6 separate regions of the Mus musculus genome follow, and all the other regions are linked to region 4. A link is a contact called in public HiChIP or PLAC-seq and promoter capture Hi-C data. All regions are on one chromosome and are shown on one strand. The core of a region is the stretch at or near the end of the contact, and the rest is flanking DNA. Distances in the headings are between cores, read along the strand shown.

Region 1 (2,849 bases), core at 112-2,611, 550 kb after region 4:
GAACTCAGATTGTCAGTATTGGTACCAAGTATTTTATCCTCTGAGCCACCTTGCTGGCCCTTACCTATTTTCGAACTCTCAATCTCTCTCTCTCTCTAACTTTCTCTTTCTCTCTCTCTTTCTTTCTCTGTCTCTGTATCTCATCATTATCTAGTCCAGGCTGACTTAAGACTCAATACAGTCCAGTCTTCAAATCCTCAAACTTTTATCTGCCTCTTCCTCTGCTGTGCTGAGAGGGATATTAAAAAAAAAAGATTTATTTTCTGTATATGGATACACTGTCGCTCTCTTCAGATACACTAGAGTAGGGCATTGGATCCAATGGTTGTGAGCCACTATGTGGGATTTGAACTCAGGACCTCTGAAAGAACAGTCAGTGTTCTTAACCACTGAGCCATCTCCAGCCCCAAGAGGAATCTTTAATTTTTTGTTTTGTTTTGTTTTGTTTTTTGTTTTGTCGAGACTGGGTCTTATGTACCCAAAGCCACATTAAAGTTAACTATTGCTATGTATCAAGGACCACTTTGAACTTCCAATTCTCCTCCTTCTACCTTTTGCAACGGGCTGGGTGAATGAGGTACTGGGGACTTGAGCCCAGGGTTTCAGGAATGCTTGGCAGTATTTACTATCAACTGAACTACATCCCAGTTCTGGAAGTGGGATCACAAAACAGTATTTTCATAGAATCATAGTATTTTGCATTCAGAATGTATGTATATTAAGGAAAACTAGCAACCTGAGACGGTTCGCCATGGAACACCTTTAATCCCAGCCTTCTGAAGGCAAAGGCAGGTGGATGCCTGTGAATTGGTGGCCACACTGGTCAAAAAAGGGAATTCCAGGACAGTCAGACATACAGAGAAACCTTGGAAATAAAAGAAAGAAAAATGAAAAAACAAGCCAAAAAAAAAAAAGCCTCTGCTCCGTGGGTGCTGAGATAAAAGGTTTGTTTAATTCACTGCCACACCTAGTGGGATTTTTTTTTTGTATGTTTTGTTTTCAAGACTAAAGGTATTAAAGGCATGTGCCACCAGCCAGATTGAGTTTGTTGTTGTTGGTTTATGATAAGGTTCCTCCGTGTAGCCCTGGTCACCCGGGAACTTGCTCAGTAAACCAGGCTAGCCTCGACCACAGAGATCGGCTGCCTCTGTCTCTTTAGTGCTGGGATTAGAGCCATATGCCATTTTTTGGTGCAGGGTACATTGCAGTTCATTGGTTCTGAGCCTCCGCCTGTCCTCCAGGAGAGACACCAGAGGGCGCGAGGACACTAGTCTTGGTTGGAGAAAAACTCGAGGCCATAGACAAAACATCCTCTTCCTCCTAAACTCTAGCATCTTTTCTTGGAGGCAGGGTCTCACTCAGTATGTAGCCCTGGCTGACCTGGAACTCGCTATGTAAACCAGGCTGTCCTTGAAATTGCAAAGATCTCCGTCCTTCTGCCTTCTCCTGGGACTAAAGGTATGCGCTACTACGCCCGACTCTATAGGAATCTAAATGTCCACAGTGAAAGCTCATGATTGGTAAACAAAAGGAGGCAGCTGCTCGCCGCTATTCATCCAACAATTACTGAGCAATGAAGCCATCAGCCAGTCACTGAAGAAGAAAAGAGGAAACAACTCACTAGCATCTGTAGAGATGTAATATTTCCAAATAATCCACTATCTCGTGAAATCGGATAAATGGGTATTCCATCTAGGCGATTGATTACACCAGCTTGCGAGGCCCCCTGGAGGCTACTGGTGGAAGTAGGAACGAGCGTCGGGTTACCATAGCGGAGGAGCCCTAGAAACCCTGGAGGCTTCCGTAGGCGGTGGCAGGTCACGTGTTCAATCCTTGCACCGGGTGACTTTCTCCGGTAGGGCTCCGGTGTCACATGACCTGCTCTTGGGCAACATGGCGGCAGTTGTGTTGCTGAGCTTGGACTGAGCAACAGCGAGTGTGGCGCGCTCCTTCCCGGGCTTTGGAGTGCGTCAGCGTGAGAAGAGGGACTGGGTCCTGGTCTTCCTGCTCCTGTCCCAGCGTCACCTGCACCTCCTGTGTGCTCTCCTCTGTCGGAACCAGAGGGAATGACGAAGCCCAGGGCTTTTCGCAGTGGTGCACTGTGCATCGGACCACGCTCCTAGGCGATAGTGGGCAAGTCTTCTCGCAGTCCTCTCTCCAACCTCCTTCCGTCGGAGGTAGGACCGAAGCGTGGGCGGTTGCGATTCCCCAGGGACCATGGCCGGGTCCGACACGGCGCCCTTCCTCAGCCAAGCAGATGATCCTGATGACGGGCCAGCGCCCGGCCATCCGGGGTTGCCAGGACCCATGGGGAATCCAAAGTCCGGGGAACTCGAGGTCCCAGACTGTGAGGGGCTACAGCGCATCACTGGCTTATCTCGGGGCCATTCGACCCTCATAGTGGTGGTTCTGTGCTACATTAACCTCCTGAACTACATGGACCGCTTCACCGTGGCAGGTACGCACTGATGCTCCGAAGAAGGGATATAGGCAAGGGAGAAGTTCCCCAGGATAGGGTCGCCTCTTGGCGCTCATTCTTTGTTTTTTCTTTCCAGGGGTTCTTACAGACATCGAGCAGTTCTTTAACATCGGAGATGGTAGTACTGGCCTCATCCAGACTGGTGAGTGAGGCTACTGCCCACACAACCCCTCGTTCTTAATTGCCTCAAGTAGGCCTACATACATGCAGGTTTGCCTAGTGAAGCTTTAGTGGCCAGGGCTCTTGGAGGCAATGGCCGTGGCTGCTCTTGGGCTGTCCACTTGAGCTGGGACATCGCACAGAGGGAGCCAGCTAGTTATTATGAGTCGGTAGGCAACACACTCATCCACTTTAAGCCTCATTTTTCTGG
Region 2 (3,022 bases), core at 458-2,957, 640 kb before region 4:
CAAATGCACAGCAGACTAGAAGGTGGGCTCTGCTTTTACCCTCGTTAACCCAAGCGCAGAGAGTAAGCGCCCTGCTCACAAGCACGCTCCACGTCATGGTACCGCTCTGAAAGCGTCCGCATCATGGCCTAAAGCCCCATTTTCCTCACTTCCTTTCTTGTCTTTCCCCACTCTGTCTATGGTCTAGCCACTGCCTTGAGCCCTGCACTAACTGCCCCCTCTAAATGAGAAGACACCCCCCCCCCCCAGCCTATTCTCACACTTTATGTCTCAGCTCAAGTCCTCGGAGCTGAGAATGTGGCTCTGTAGTAAAGCACTGTCTCTTAGGATGGGGCCCTGAGTTTAATCCCCAGCACCATGAACAACCAAACACCCCTCCCCCAACCCTCCTGTCATTTTCTTAGAAGTCTCCTAAAGCCCCTCCTCTGTGGAGACCCCGTTGATTGAATCCTACTGCCTACTTATTTTTTCCCCTAACGCTCCTTTCGACCTTTATCTTTTTTTCATTATGTAAAGATAGAAACATTTCCAAGACAGAAACTTCCTCAGGGTTCCTGTTCTGTCACTCCCTCACCCGGTGTTCTTGGTGCTTAACACAACATAACCAATACACTATGCTTCTGAAACTAAACCATAAAGCATCTGTGGTGGCGATCACAGTAGCAATCCCTGCTCCCCTCCCCGACAGGGTTTCTCTGTGTAGTCCTGGCTGTCCTTGAACTTCCTCTGTAAACCAGGCTGGTGTCAACTCAACAGAGATTCACCTGCCTCTGCTGGGATCAAAAGCATTCACCACCACCGCCCAGCTCCAAGCATCTTTTCTACAGACCCCTACTTCTCGAACTAGATACCTTTGAAATGCTCACGTGATGGGTATTTTCTACCTTCCCGTTGTCTGGACCACAAACAATTGTTGACAATATAGATGAATAGAGGAAAAAATGCGGGTTAACTCGGAATACTAGCCAAGTCACTAACTGTTTTCCACTGTCCACTTCCTAACTATCCAGTCTTCAGAAGGAAGCCTTATTTCCTGGCTGGGAGCTGACTACACTGGGCCGGTGTATGCTTCAGCTGTGAAGGCTCACCTGCCAATGATGTCCTTAGGGTCGTACTTCTGGTAAAACTCTTTGGCCGCAGCCCAGTCAGGGAGTTCATCCTCCGGCCCCACGTCCAACGTCATTCTGAGGGATGTGGGGGCCTGGGAGGAGGAAACGGAGGGCAGTGAGGGCAAGGAGGCCCACAGGTTCTGAGAGGATGCACATCGTGGCTCCCGGGGGCGCAGCACCTGCGGCTGGGGCGCCAGGGTCCTGGGGGTTGGGGGTGGGGTAGGGGAAGGATCAGGACCGGGGAGACCACAACGAAGGGCCTAGGGGGGAGGGAGGGAAGCAGGGCAGGGAAGAGGATAGGGAAGGGCGGGAGGGGGGAAAGGTGGCTCGGAAGAAGGGGGAAATGGCACAAGTGCGGGCGGCTGTTACCGCGCAAGCGCACTTGGCGTCCACTGGGAGGGGCGCGGGGGTCTCGAGCAGGATGACCCGTGCGAGCGGGGAGGGGGAAGGGAGGGTGGGGGGAGGGGGGTGAGGAGGGAACAGTCTAACCTGCGCAAAGACCCTCAGCTGCTTGGTTTATGTTTGTTCCTTTGCTTTAACCTGTAAGGCTCCCACAGCGACCTAAGGCACCGCCCCCATCATTGCAGCCAATGGCCCCTGCTGTTTGAGAACTAGGGATTAGAAACCCTCCGATTGGAAAATGGCAGTCCAATAGGAAGACGGGATTCCAGGGCGGACAAGGCCGTTGGCGCTAGAAGTCCCCAAAAGGTCTCCACCATGAGGAGGAGCCTGAAAAACAGCCAATCAACATGTAGCACTTGCTTTTCTCTCCTGGTGCTGCTGGTCTGTAAAGAGACACGGAAGTTAGGTTACCGGAAATGTGATGTCTCCGCACTACCTCACCGTGCCCTCGGACAAGGCCCTTTTAGTTTCCTTCTGGAATCCTCATTTATTATAGTAAGAGCCTGTTCCAAAATTCCTTTTTTTGTGGAAACCTGCGTGTAGACAAGTGTGGTCATGCACGCTTAATCCCAGCACTAGGAGGCGAGGCAGGCAGATGGATCTCTTGAGATGGAGGCCAGCATGGTCTACAAAGTGAGTTCCAGGACCGGCAGGGCTGTTTATACAGAGAAACTGTTTTGAGAAACACAACAAAACAAAATGCATATGCAGCTTGGCCGTTTGGTCCTGACTAGAGCTTTCAGGATAGTGTCCATCATCCTGGGGTCACAGACTCCTACCGTCTTGCTCCCAGACCCTCCTGCATTAAGTACACAAGGTTGTTAAGGTCCTGCCTAGAGTAATTCCAAAGCCAGACATATCCTAAAACCAAGGTTCTGGAGTAACAGCAAAGAAAAAAGCAAATCCTCAAGGTTACAGTCCAGCAAAAGAGAAATGATAATTTTTGTTTTTTTAGACGGTGTCTCACTATGTAGCCCTTGTTAGTCAGGGATTCGTTGTGTATCCCAGGCTGGGGTGGAACTCCAAAGATCAGTCAGTTTGAGTGCTGGGATTTAAGGCTCAGGACGCCTAGATTACAGCATGATTTTCTAACAGCTTTTTCTATAAGGAAACCAAGTAATTTAGTGTTTTTGCTTTCTGTCACTGTAGAGCCTTTCCTCATCAAGCTTAACTTTAACAACTTGCAAAAATAGTTTTGAACTTTCCTAAGTAGGTTTGTTGTTGGTACACAGGGGATAATTATTCTGAAATTAGTCAAAATAATGTATTCATATAATTAGGAACCGAAGAGTCTTCCTATGAGAATATGAAATCTGGAACTAGAGGAAGAACTACAGGTAAAATTTGGGCAATGGTGAAAAACAGATTAAAAAATAATTTTATATTTTCCAGTATTGATTTCTAAAAGGACCCCCAAAACAGAAGCTAGTATAAAGTCTAAATGCTGATTTCTCTTGGTTGCAAACAAAGGAACCAGGGATCTTTGGGAAATGACCAAGGACAACAATAAT
Region 3 (2,880 bases), core at 136-2,635, 520 kb before region 4:
CATTATAAATGAAAGGATCAACTAGCCATCTGTCTTTTGTTCCCCCTGGTAGCCTAAATGTGCATTCCACTGTACAAAGAAAGGGTAAGCCCAAAGCTATTGGTCTCACCTCTAAACAAGCGAACTTCCTTGGTACTCAGGTAGGCCATTCACTTCTATAGACTACTTAGGAGCTGCCCAAGGTACAAGACCAGTCAACTTACCATTCTAGTCATTCAATTTTACCAGACGCGCCTTTTGTGCACCAGATCCTTACCACCGCTCCCTTCTCATCTAGTACTTTTCAGAATTCCTGGCTGTGACACCTTTATGATCGTAGGATGTAGCTGTTCAAAAATCCATGTTGTCACTGTGTGACTTTCCCTTTGGAAGACCTGTAGAAACGTCTTCTCCAAGTAGGGCAAACAAGCGTTGGAGAACACAAGAAAAGCCTCCCATTCATAAGACTTCTCACAACCGGCTTAGAGACACAGGATCCACCTTCTTGCCCTTAAGAATCCGTTGGCTTCATTCAAATGGGCCGCCTTCATTGATGACCAATCAGAACGCCCGATCTTCAGCTACCAACCAATAAACGAATGCAATAGATAGGAGGAAAGTAGGCAAGAAGCCATCTCGCAGCGCCATTACACTTTAGGGCAAGGAGGTTAAGAAGTCGGCATGGCGTTCGGGTCAATAAAATCGATAGCTGGAACCTGCCTGTGTTCTAGGCAGCGGTGGTGCAGGAGCAGCGCCGCCATCTTCCCCGAAGGCATCTTCCGGTGCCTCTCACCCAAGTTCCAGCGGGAGTTCCCTGAATAACGGTCTGTGTCGGGCCGCCCGGCCCCTCAGGCAGCCGATTCAGATTTCCTCCGGGCCTTCCCGACGGAGCTTCTAGGTCTCCGGGTCCCCGTGGCAAGGCCGGGGAGCAGGTCCGATGGCGCCACCTTCGGCTCCGCTTCTCCTGCGGGCAGTCGGAGAGGCTGGACCTACTCGGAAAAGGGGCAGGAGGCCAAGGGCCTTGAAGTTCGTGGACGTGGCCGTGTACTTCTCCTCGGAGGAGTGGGGGTGTCTGCAGCCCGCTCAGAGGACTCTGTACCGGGATGTGATGCGCGAGACCTACGGCCTCCTGGGCGCGCTCGGTGAGGCCCGGCCCAATCTGCTTACGCGGGGCCTAAGGGATGATGGAGCTTGAGGGCGGGGTAGAGTGGGGGCAGGGAGCCTAGGGTCCTGACCTGCGATCGGCTTGTTAGGGGTTGGCGTTTATTTTTTAGCATCCTTTCTTCGGGCCAGCTCTCTGACTGGTTCTCCTTCCCCAGGATGCGCAGGTCCCAAACCAGCTCTCATCTCCTGGTTGGAACGAAATACCGATGACTGGGAACCAGCAGCCCTAGATCCGCAGGAGTACCGGAGATGGGTAACATTCCAGAGAAGTGAGTGAAAAATACCCACGAAAACCATACTGCCTTCCTGAGTAATGCCCTAAACTGTCGACCCAATCTAAATTTGTCGTCTGATGAGAGTTAACCAGGTTGCTTGTACTGTGGGCATACGAACTACAAACGGTACTTCATTGACATAAGTGAATTACTGAGCTTTGAAAAAGATAACTACTGCTTTCCAGGATCCGGGACTTAGCTTCCATTGAACTTCTCCAATTCCCATCGGTCCTGGGAAGACTAGAAAGAGTCCTTAACCACTGAGACATCTCTCTCTAGCCCCTGGTTCACTCTTGACTTTAAAAAAGAAAAAGCCCCATTGATTGGAATGTTCATCTAGGCTTGTGAACTACTGGATGAAATACAGTCCAAGGTTTTTTTGTTTTTTTTTTTTACAACTCTCTCAAAGTGCTCCTAGACCAACAGCTGCATATTTGGGAGTTGTCTTGGTCAGAGGTTTCTATGCTGTGATAAACACCATGAACAAAAGTGGCTTGGGGAGAAGAGGGTTTATTTCATTGATATTTTCATGTAAACATCCATCATCAAAGCAGGGCAGGGCAGGAACATCAAGGCAGGAACTGAAGCAGAAAGCCACAAGGAAGGCTGCCTCCTGCTTGCTCTCCTACTTTCTTACACACTCAGGAACATCTGCCTAGGGATAGCACCACCCACAGTGGGCTGGGCCCTCCCATGTCAACCTTAATCAATCACTAATTAAGAAAATGTACCACGCTGGGCATGGTGGCACACACCTTTAATCCCAGCACTCAGGAGGCAGAGGCAGGTGGATTTCTGAGTTCAAGGCCAGCCTGGTCTACAAAGTGAGTTCCAGGACAGCCAGGGCTATACAGAGAAACCCTGTCTCGAAAAACCAAAAAAAAAAAGAAAAGGATGTACCACAGGCCAATCTGGTGAGGACATTTTTCTCCGTTGAGGTTCCCTCTTCCCAAATCACTCTAGCTTGGATCAGGTTGGCATAAAACAAGTCAGCACAATTGACCCCTTGTTAGCATGACACACAAACCCATCCCTTTTAACCATAACCTTTGTTTTTTGTTCATTCCAAGATCTCAATTCAAACACTCAATTCAGACTCTCCTTAAAATACCTAGTCTCTTTCAAAGTTTCTCTATCATATCCAAAACCTCTCTAAAATTAACTATGGGTTCCTATTAAAAAAAAGTTACATACTTGTTTATTCCAAGAAGTAATAACCAGTGCACAGTTACAGTAAAATCAAACCCAAAGTCTACGTGTGACGCTCAGTGCCAGCCTTCTGAGACTCTGCTCCTCTAGGCTCCAGAGGGCTTGGCAGTGGCACTCGTCTGACATCCACTGCACACACAGCCAGCTCACAAAGCTCTAAAGCTGCTGTGAGTGGTCATCTGTGCCAATGCTCTCTCCAAAACACCGGAGTTCTGGGTACACCGGGAGCCTTTCTTGGGATCTCTTTAGAGAC
Region 4 (2,726 bases), core at 121-2,620:
AGAAGGCTCTCACCGTGGGAACGTTGTTTTAAAGTCAGGATCTCATTATGTAACCCAAACTGAGTGTTAGCAGTATAGGCAGGAGGCACCAGGCCCAGCTCACCATGGGGGAGATTCTTACCAAATTACCTTATCAATAAATGTAACCCCTTGTATTCATTTTAACCATCTAATTTAATGAAAAATGCCCACTTCAATCCTCCGGTTCACAACGATGAAGTAGTAACATTACTTGGAATACCAAGAATTACTGTGATTACATGAGATTTTCTTGCTTACTGGTCATTCCTACTCCATGCCCTCCCCAACTCCCTGCGGGGTGTGGGGCTAACTCCCCAAGATTCATCATTTCCCTTTACCAAACTTTCTCTAGCAGTAACTGACGCATCACAATACTAATCAAATAAGTGAATTTTCATCTTCGGTATTTGAAAGCCGAACTTCACCTCCTAAGTGTTTGCTTTTATCTATGTTAAGCCCTTCCCCTTAAAGCTATTCTACAATAAGTGAGTCCCAAATTTAAGGCAACACTCCCGAGAAGGTTAAGGTTCACCTGTCAAGAAAAGCTGCGCCCTTCACTTCGCATTCATGGATGATTCCTAGAGTGCGGGCACTGGGCACTTGTATTAGAGACAGACCAAATCTTTCCGTTCTCGAGGCTACCTGGGGCGGTTCTACCGCAGAGAGGCAAACAAAAGGCTGGGCAGTGGGAAGTAAGTGATAAAGGTTGTTTGAGGGGTACTGCTTGCAGTAGACCTGGTTCCTTGGCTGTTTGAACTAAGGGAAGAAGAGCAGATAATCGGCAATGGAGCGCTTGGCAGATGTTACTGCTGGAAGTAAAGGATTGGGGAAAGAGAGAGATTCTGAATTAGGAAAAGATAAGATGGGACTAGGGAGCCTGGAATGAACTGGGAGCTGGAGGGCAGCACGTGTACCGGCGGCACGCATACCTCCCGCGTCTGTGAGCACTTCAACGCGGCCGCTGAACATGGCCTTGAGCATGGTGTCCTGCCCCGTGAGGGTGCGCAGCGTGGTGTAATGCAGCGAGCCGCCCACGTTCAGCTTCACATACTTGCTGTTCGGGGTGAGGGGCTTCAGACTGTACGAGGGGGAGCCAGGCTCCACACTCGAGGGGCTAGGGGACTCCAAGCATTCGGCCGCAGCCGGCGCCGGGCCCGAGGCCTCGGCCGACATGCCAGTGAGCGGACGCGGGTGGCAGTCGGAGGCCCTCTCTGCGCCCCGGTCCGGTTCCCTGAGATCCCGCGACTCCAGCGCCGGCGCCCGGCCGCTCGGCGCACACGCCCACTCTCCACAGCTACTCCGCGACGTCCACCAGCCGCCCCATCGCGCGCTCTCTCCACCCGGAAGCCGGCGCGCGGAGCTGCGCAGGCGCGGCCAGGCCGAGGGCCGCGTCTCGGGGGCGGAGCCAAGAACCGGGGCGTGCGCAGTCGGTGGCGCCGTTGCAGTCCAGCCTGCGGGTTGGGGGGTGTGGTGTTCTGAGAAAACGTCTAAAGGATCCTTTGCCCCCTTGTTCATGTGGATGGAGAATACCGCAACCCGTGACGATTTCAGCAGCGCTTCATTCGCGTAAAAAGAAACAAGCGCAGAGGCTGAAGGTTGAGTATAGTTTTCCTAGCCCAGCTCAGTGCACTTGACAGACTGTTAGAAGAACCGTCAACAAAATGAAAGTTCACCGCGCGTGGTGGCACACACCTCTAATCCCAGCACTCGGGAGGCAGAGGCAGGCAGATTTCTGAGTTCGAGGCCAGCCTGGTCTACAAAGTGAGTTCCAGGACAGCCAGGGCTAAACAGAGGAACCCTGTCTCGAAAAAACCAAAAACCAAAACAAAAAAAAAAAAAAAAAAAAGAAAAAAGAAAGTTCTCCAATGAGGCCATAGGGTTTCCAGGGGACTCACAGGTTAGAAGGCGGGTGCAAAGAGTTCCCTGAAGGGAAAAGGATAGAGACCTGAATTACATATAACTAATTTTAGCCCTGGAGGCTGAGGCAGAGAGATTATGAGCTCCAGGGGATCCTGGCCTATACAGTCTTACCTATCTCAAAGCAAAAGGAGAACCATTAGGCAGGAACGTGGCGATTACAAGAATAAGACTGGACAAGCTAGTGAAGGTCTTAGAATCCCAGCTGTCATGAGACCTTCCAAGGAACCCCAAAAGAGAAGAAGGTATAGGGCATTGTGAACAAGAGGTGATAGCTGAGGTATTTAACAGCCTGCCCTAACGTCTGGAAGGGGTTTTGTCTTGGATGTTTAAGCAAAGTCAAACCAGGCAGTGTTGGCTCACACCTTTAATCCCAGCACTCAGGAGACAGAAGCAGGTGGCTCTCTGAGTTCAAGTCCAACCCTAGTCTACATAGAAAACCCCTGTGTCGGGAGAGAGTTCCAGTTTCTCTTCTCCAACTCTGTCACCAGCTGACTGGAAGATCTGGGCAAAGCTCCTCTCTCTGGGTCTGGTTGGTTCTTTTGCTGCTCAGTCAGGGGTACAAATCTAGTGTTGGCTCTGGAGAGGTAGCAGTGTGGAGAAGCAAAGTGGCTGTTAGAAGATGTTATCAAGAAATGTGTCCGGCACTGAAGAAACTTGTGTTCTGCCAAGAGGGATTGCCAAGCCTGCTCTCCCTACCAGGTGGAGCAGTGAGAAGGTAATTCTTGACTGGAACTTGCTCTCCTCCCTGAAGCCTTGCTGTTGCCAGGACTGGCCTAGCACCCATA
Region 5 (3,107 bases), core at 527-3,026, 660 kb after region 4:
TGGTCTGGACAAACAAAACAGCCCAAGGATCTGAAGCCTGATCATCAGGAAAAGATGAGGGGAAGCCCCAAACTCCAGGGCTGGAGCTTCAGACACGGTAGATGTTGCAATGAATGGATAAATAAACGAACAAAGAAACTTCTATAGGGCTCTGTGTTCTGAATCCTGCCTTCCCCAGCCTGTCTGCTCACCTCCTACCTGACTTTACACCTGTCTGTGGAAGGCTGAAAAAAACCTTCCTGCCCTTTCTCGGGGTACAACGCACCCAAGATCTTCCGGCATTCCCTGGGTCCTGGGGTTTAGGACATTTGTTGAGGCCCTCTTGATTGTAGATGCTTTGGAAAGCTTAAGCAAGAATCCAGACTCACTCCTGCATCGTAGAGGACACAGTGTCCCAGTCCCGGACTTGGCCCTAGGTGTTCCCCGGGTCAGAAAAAGGGAAAACACTCAGGTTTGCTGTCCTTGGGACTTAGAGGGGCAGAAAGGTGCTCTGACCCGAAATGGTTTCTTCATTCAGGGTACCTCCCTCCCCCAAACTAGCTGTTCACTGAGAGGGCTTGTCCTCTCCCTGTTCTGCAGGGAGCACAAAGAGGGACTGGATAAAGAGCCCCACTGAGACCTGAGCTGGGGTCTCAGAGTCAGAAAATAAGAGACTCATCCTCTCAAACACGCCCCTTCCCTGCCCTCTCAGACAAAGGCACACACCCAAAGCCCCAGCTGTCACCCAGAGCTGCAGAATGCAGGCACCTCTCACCTTTGGGCGCCCCAAATTTTCTCTTTCCTGTGGGGAGGGTGGGTGTCACTTAAGAACTCAGCTTGGTCTTTGGGAGATGATAGTTACGTGTCTTTATTCTTCAAAGGACCTAAGGTCTAAGGCTCCAGGCTATTCCGGGGAGACTCTCCACCTTCTAACCCCTCTCCAGGGCGTCGCAACTCCTCTCTCCCGGGGTCCGAAGCTGTGCCCAAATCTCAGGGTTGGGGTGGAAGGTGGGGGAAGGGAGAGGAGGAGGGGGCGGCTCCTCCAAGCGAGACACAAAGAGACGTCCTTCAGCCTCGGCTCCATGGCGACGCTGAGGAGGGGGAGCGCGCACTCTGGACTTCCTTCCCCACCTGCAGGACTCTAGGGACCTCGGTACCACTCACCTGCCGCCCCTCACCTGGGTCCCACTTACCTGGGCTGGGGCCGCGGGGACGCCGCGGCAGGGGGCCTGGGCGCCGTGTCGATCTTCGTCTGCCCGGCCCGAGAGGGGCTCAGGGCACCACTACCACCATGAGCCGGGACGCTGAAGGCGTCGCAAGGGGCTTGGTCGCCCGGGTCCCGAGGCTTTGGGGTGCCCGCGGCTTCTCGTTAGCAAGAGGATCTTGCTGTCCTAGGTTTGGGGTCCCTGTGTGCCGGAGTAGCGGATTAGGGAGGCTAGCGCCCCAAGCCTGGGTCTCTCTGTGTCTTGAGGTGTGCGGTTGTAGCAAGCAGATCTTGGGGGGCCCGGGTTGGATCGGTCGCTGCGTCCCAGCAGCCGCGTGCGAGGATGGAGGTCACCGCTCAGCCGCTGGGGGGTTCGGGCGCCGCCGCTGCGAGCAGCCCGGCCCTGCGGGCTCCTGCCCCGGCCTGGCGCGGGCTGAGGCTGCGGCTCCGGCTGAGGCTCCCGCTCCGCCCGGCACTCGGGCTCCAGCGCCGGTGCCCGCCCGGGCTGCGCTCCATCGCGGCCTCGCGGCTCCGCCTCCCGCCGGCGCGTACCTGCCCGCCCGCCGCTCCGCCCTCCGCCTCGCGCGCCGCCGCACGCGCCTTTGTCCGCCGCGCCGGGTGCGCGCTCCGCGCACGCGCACTCCCGCCGCGCCCTCCCGCCAGGCGCCACGGGCCTGGACCTCCCCACCGCCGCGGGAGCCGCACGATGCCCCGCCCGCTTTCCGGCCACGCGGGGTCCTAAGGCCCGCCGGTCATTGGCATAAGCTTCTTTTTCTAGGTCAGAGCCCAGGAGGGGGCCAGAACGAGGTTAGAGAGGGCTCGGGGGAGTCACAGAGGGTCACCTGGTCCAGCTGCTTGGTCCCCGAGGGGCTAGACTGTCCCAGACTATTCCAGCCTGTGCTTGTGGGGCGGAGCCTGGATCTGTTTCAAAGAAGAAAAATAAATCCGAGCTCTCCTATTCAGAATGCACTCGCTCATTCAACTACCGGTCCATCTGTTCACCCGCCTGTCTGCCCATTCATCCTTCCACCTATCCATTCGATTTCCAGGGGACCTCATAAGACTACTAGGCTACTCAGAGACCTGGGGTCTGTGGGGCCGTGCAGGGTTCAGGCAGAACTTTCGAGCTCTGCTGTAGGGAGACCGCGAAGTAAGTTTAAGGAAAAGCTGGGATTAAAGGTGTATAGCAGAACGGAAGAAGGGGGTGGGGGGTTCCTGGCTGAAGCAGCAGCTGTGCAAAGCCACCCGGGTGTGAAGAGCTTTGTTCATTAACCGGAAATTGTAGCCTGGATGCAGGTGGGGCGATCGAGCAGAGATGGCGACAGAGTGGGAACAACGAACGCATCCTTCCAGAGGCCCAGTCTCCCATGCAGCATACTATTTTATTCATAGAAAAAGCCCCCGACGCACCCAAAATCTCTCCTCCTTTTAATCTCTGATCAGATTGTTTTCTCAAATTAGCATCCTCTTCCAACCACTCCAGCTGCTGGTAGAACTTTTAGAGCTGGTTATTGCAAACTCAGGTAGCCTTAGGTGGAGCTGGGAAGACGGCTTATTAAGTAAAGTGCTTGCCAGGCAAGCATGAGGGACTTGAGTTCCTCCAGTGCCATGACACCTGTAGTTCCAGCCCTGGGAAGGCAGAAACAGGTGGATCCCAGGGACCAGCCTGATCTGATCCGTGAGTTCCAGTGAAAGACCCAGTCTCTGAATAAATAAATAAGTACGGGAGGGGAGAAGGGGAACCAAGCGAGATGCTGCTAAAGACCAGGGTTCAGGCCCCCAGGACTCAGCTATGGCTGGGCAGGTGTAGCAGCCTAGAATCCCAGCATTTAGGAGGCAGACAGGATCCCCAGAGCAAGCTGACTAGCAAGACTAGCCGAATGAGTCAGCTCTAGGTTCAAGTGAGAAACCATGCCTCAATTTG
Region 6 (2,700 bases), core at 180-2,679, 540 kb before region 4:
TCTGGCTGTCCTGGAACTCACTCTGTAGACCAGGCTGGCCTCGAACTCAGAGATCTGCCTGCCTCTGCCTCCCAAGTGCTGGGATTAAAGGCTTGCACCACCACTGCCCGGCTTTGGTTTCTTTTTTAAAAAGCACGAAAATATCATGTTTTTGTTTTACTCCCAGGTGTGGGATATGGGACTGCTTTAGATTGTCCATAGCAACTTACTAAGATTTGCCTCCAGCAGGGGCATAATTTTGCCAGCTACAGACAGGTTCTGCAATTGTATGACTTTTGGAATTCTGGGGACTTTTCATGTTAAGGCCCCCAAGGAATGGGTTGGTTATTGATTGGATGTTTGTTATTATTCACAAGAAGAAAGTAGATATCCTGATGGCGAAGATCAAACCTGCCCCAAGGAACTCGACACCCCTAATCAGCAGAAAGTAGCCTACCATCGCCCCATTCCCTCCCTTGCCTTTATTCGGAGATCTCTTTCCTCTCTATTCTTTTTCTTTCTTAACTAGTGTTAGGGGGTTGGGAGGATGGAAGAACCCACCAAGTAGCAAAGGATAGCGATAACAGGGCAGTCAGAAGAGTTTTTCATACTTAGTAGGATGTGGTTGGGTGAGTGGGTGACTGGACAGGCACATGAATTACCCAAAACCATATGGTCTTGCATTATGGAGGCTGCTTTGAAGGCTGGCTTAGTGGAACTGGTCTGACTTTAGTACTAAGCCAGGGCGGGGATGGAGGATAGGGAAGAGGGAGTGGTCTTTCACTTAAAGGGCTCACCCTGTTTGTAGTCATGACATCTTCCAACACCACGGCAAGGACCCTCCGAGAGGCCTTTTCTAGGGATGAAGGGGTCCCCAAAGGCTGCAGCCTCGGTCTTTTCGGGCTCCTGGCTTCCCATGATGCTCGAGATAGAGGCTGACGGCACAGGCTTGGCTGTGTAAAAGGGCTGGAGGGTGAAAGTAGAAGACAGTTGCCTGAACCTGTTGTTGCCTCTGTTGTAGTCGGGTGCAGCCGTCAGCATCCCCGTCTCCCGAGCTCAAGTCAGGCGGGCGGGGTACGCTCTCACCTGGAGTTCCCAGGCAAGTCCATGGGGGAAGCGGCGGTTCCGGGGAGTCCCTGGGGTATCCCAGGCTGAGGCCTGGGGTAAATTGGGGAGCGGGGGAGTGGGGAATGAGGGCCAGTTCCTCCCCCGGGACTCCGCCCTTCATAGTCCGCCTGCGGCTCCCGGTAGGGCACAGGCCCTTCCTCCAAAGGGCGCCCCCGGCCGGCCTCTCGGAGCCGGGTCTTCCCGCTGCAGCCGCCTTGATCACTCGGGCCCTGCCTGGCACCTGCCGCGAGACTGGATTGCGGAGGTTACAGCTCTCCCACCGCTCGAGCCTCCTGGGACCTTTGTCCCTGTTAGATGCCTCCCTGAGGTTCTCTGGGATCCGGTGGGATCCCGGTCCCGAGAGGCTTCCGTTTCCGCTAGATTCCTCTGTGGTCCTCGCCCCACCAAGCAAGAGCTCCAAAAGAATTACTCCACTTAGTAACAGCCCTCCCTCCTACCAGATCGCCTAAATTGGATCTCTGTGGAAAGAATCCTACTGCGCGGTTCTTCCAATCAGAAGCCGCGCAACTTGCCTCCTCCCACTGAGAGCTTCAGCTTAACGAAGTTCCCCTTGGGGGAGGCCTAAACTCATCACTGAACTCAGTCCGGATTCTGGGTTATAAACTGTCAAACCAACCGGTAGACCATTCACTCCAATCCCAGAAGGTCCAGCCCACCGGTAACATCCCACCCCAAGCCCCCGCCCTACTTGGATCCCCGCCCCGCGTTCTCGGGCGCCCCGGACCAGTTGGCTCAAACGTTTTCTTCTCCCCCCGCCTCCCGGCCCTCTCTCCAGCCCGGTCCCCCCCACTCCCACCCCTCCCCTACGCCTCTCACCGCAGCTTTCCAAGGATCCGGGTTTCAAACAGCTCCCACCTCCGGCTTCTTTAAAGCCTGCCTTATGCAGCGCTGTCCAACCGTCAGAGGCCTTCTTCTGTGTGTCTTAAGCACCGCCCAATTGCCGGTTCCGGTCTTCCGGGGTTAGGAGAAACTGCGTGAAATCTCCTGCCCGCCATAATACGTAGGGGCAAAGAAGCTCAATTGTGCCTGCACCGCCATTTTAATTGAGGGCAGTCTGATTTTAGCACTAGTCGACCGAAAAGCGTCATTTTTCAAAGGCTGGTCAGCGACCAACTACTATATCACGTTTCTTGTTATATTTGGACAAGTGTAGGAAAGCTAAAGTTTCTCCACCTAACGTAATTTTTCTTGTTCTTAACGCCGGTGAATATCGATTAAATGTTAAGGATTTGGGAATTTCCCATTTTCTTAGGTTTAAGTTCCTTAGGATTGAAGTTCCGGAAGTCGGGACGGCGGGACGGAAAACCTGAAGATCCCAAGTTAAAGAGTAGGCCTGATGTGGCCTCTAGCTTCCAATTCAGTTTCTGGAGAGACCAGGAACAGCCTAAGTGGGGAGAAGGCTGGGTGCGGTGAGCTTCATTCACTAGCATTTCTCTCTCTCCTCCCCCCCCCCCCTCCTTTCTTCCTAGGTAGTGTCTGCAGGCCACTCAGAAGGCGACTAATATAACCAACCTGGGGTTGCTTGGTGGAGCCGGTTCATTGTCCTTCCTGTTCTGGGCTGGCAGAAGTAACTCTTGGAAGAGGAGCCTGTCC

Evidence for each region. Promoter capture Hi-C pulls out the DNA fragments that hold promoters and counts their contacts. HiChIP or PLAC-seq counts read pairs in DNA pulled down with a chosen protein or histone mark.
Region 1: a promoter capture Hi-C map of embryonic stem cells shows a contact between it and region 4. The contact joins the promoter of Spns1 here to the promoter of Kctd13 in region 4. A contact is called at or near these places in 4 of 39 promoter capture datasets (cranial neural crest, embryonic stem cells, frontonasal cranial neural crest and 1 more).
Region 2: a contact with region 4 is called in a promoter capture Hi-C map of liver, with 2.1 times the contacts expected there. The contact joins the promoter of Phkg2 here to the promoter of Kctd13 in region 4. A contact is called at or near these places in 4 of 39 promoter capture datasets (the C10 cell line, liver and pre-B cells) and 1 of 9 other capture datasets (liver).
Region 3: a contact with region 4 is called in a promoter capture Hi-C map of pre-B cells, with 2.2 times the contacts expected there. The contact joins the promoter of B130055M24Rik here to the promoter of Kctd13 in region 4. A contact is called at or near these places in 3 of 39 promoter capture datasets (the C10 cell line, liver and pre-B cells) and 1 of 115 datasets of contacts at active chromatin or transcription factors (pancreatic cancer cells).
Region 5: a promoter capture Hi-C map of cranial neural crest shows a contact between it and region 4. The contact joins the promoter of Sbk1 here to the promoter of Kctd13 in region 4. A contact is called at or near these places in 1 of 39 promoter capture datasets (cranial neural crest), 1 of 484 Hi-C or Micro-C datasets (liver) and 1 of 115 datasets of contacts at active chromatin or transcription factors (pancreatic cancer cells).
Region 6: an H3K27ac HiChIP or PLAC-seq map of thymic regulatory T cells shows a contact between it and region 4, with 4 times the contacts expected there. The contact joins the promoter of Prr14 here to the promoter of Kctd13 in region 4. A contact is called at or near these places in 1 of 39 promoter capture datasets (cranial neural crest), 3 of 115 datasets of contacts at active chromatin or transcription factors (kidney, pancreatic cancer cells and thymic regulatory T cells) and 2 of 9 other capture datasets (liver and pancreatic islet).

The regions. Positions count from the first base shown.
Region 1 is chr7:126,376,446-126,379,294 of GRCm38.p6, reverse strand. Spns1 (spinster homolog 1) reads left to right here and starts at 1,361. Exons shown (of 12, transcript NM_023712.3): 1 at 1,361-2,458; 2 at 2,556-2,621. The coding sequence starts at 2,218.
Region 2 is chr7:127,572,033-127,575,054 of GRCm38.p6, reverse strand. Phkg2 (phosphorylase kinase, gamma 2 (testis)) reads right to left here and starts at 1,707. Exons shown (of 10, transcript NM_026888.3): 1 at 1,599-1,707; 2 at 1,089-1,201. The coding sequence starts at 1,183.
Region 3 is chr7:127,446,895-127,449,774 of GRCm38.p6, reverse strand. B130055M24Rik (a long non-coding RNA gene) reads right to left here and starts at 1,385. Exons shown (of 2, transcript XR_869949.3): 1 at 204-1,385. Zfp689 (zinc finger protein 689) reads left to right here and starts at 617. Exons shown (of 3, transcript NM_175163.3): 1 at 617-1,121; 2 at 1,299-1,412. The coding sequence starts at 917.
Region 4 is chr7:126,927,523-126,930,248 of GRCm38.p6, reverse strand. It overlaps Kctd13 (potassium channel tetramerisation domain containing 13), which reads right to left and starts at 1,370. Exons shown (of 6, transcript NM_172747.2): 1 at 951-1,370. The coding sequence starts at 1,194. It also overlaps a transcript of Tmem219 not described here.
Region 5 is chr7:126,271,165-126,274,271 of GRCm38.p6, reverse strand. It overlaps Sbk1 (SH3-binding kinase 1), which reads right to left and starts at 1,776. Exons shown (of 4, transcript NM_145587.3): 1 at 1,173-1,776.
Region 6 is chr7:127,470,343-127,473,042 of GRCm38.p6, reverse strand. It overlaps Prr14 (proline rich 14), which reads right to left and starts at 1,429. Exons shown (of 11, transcript NM_145589.2): 1 at 1,066-1,429; 2 at 777-945. The coding sequence starts at 1,088.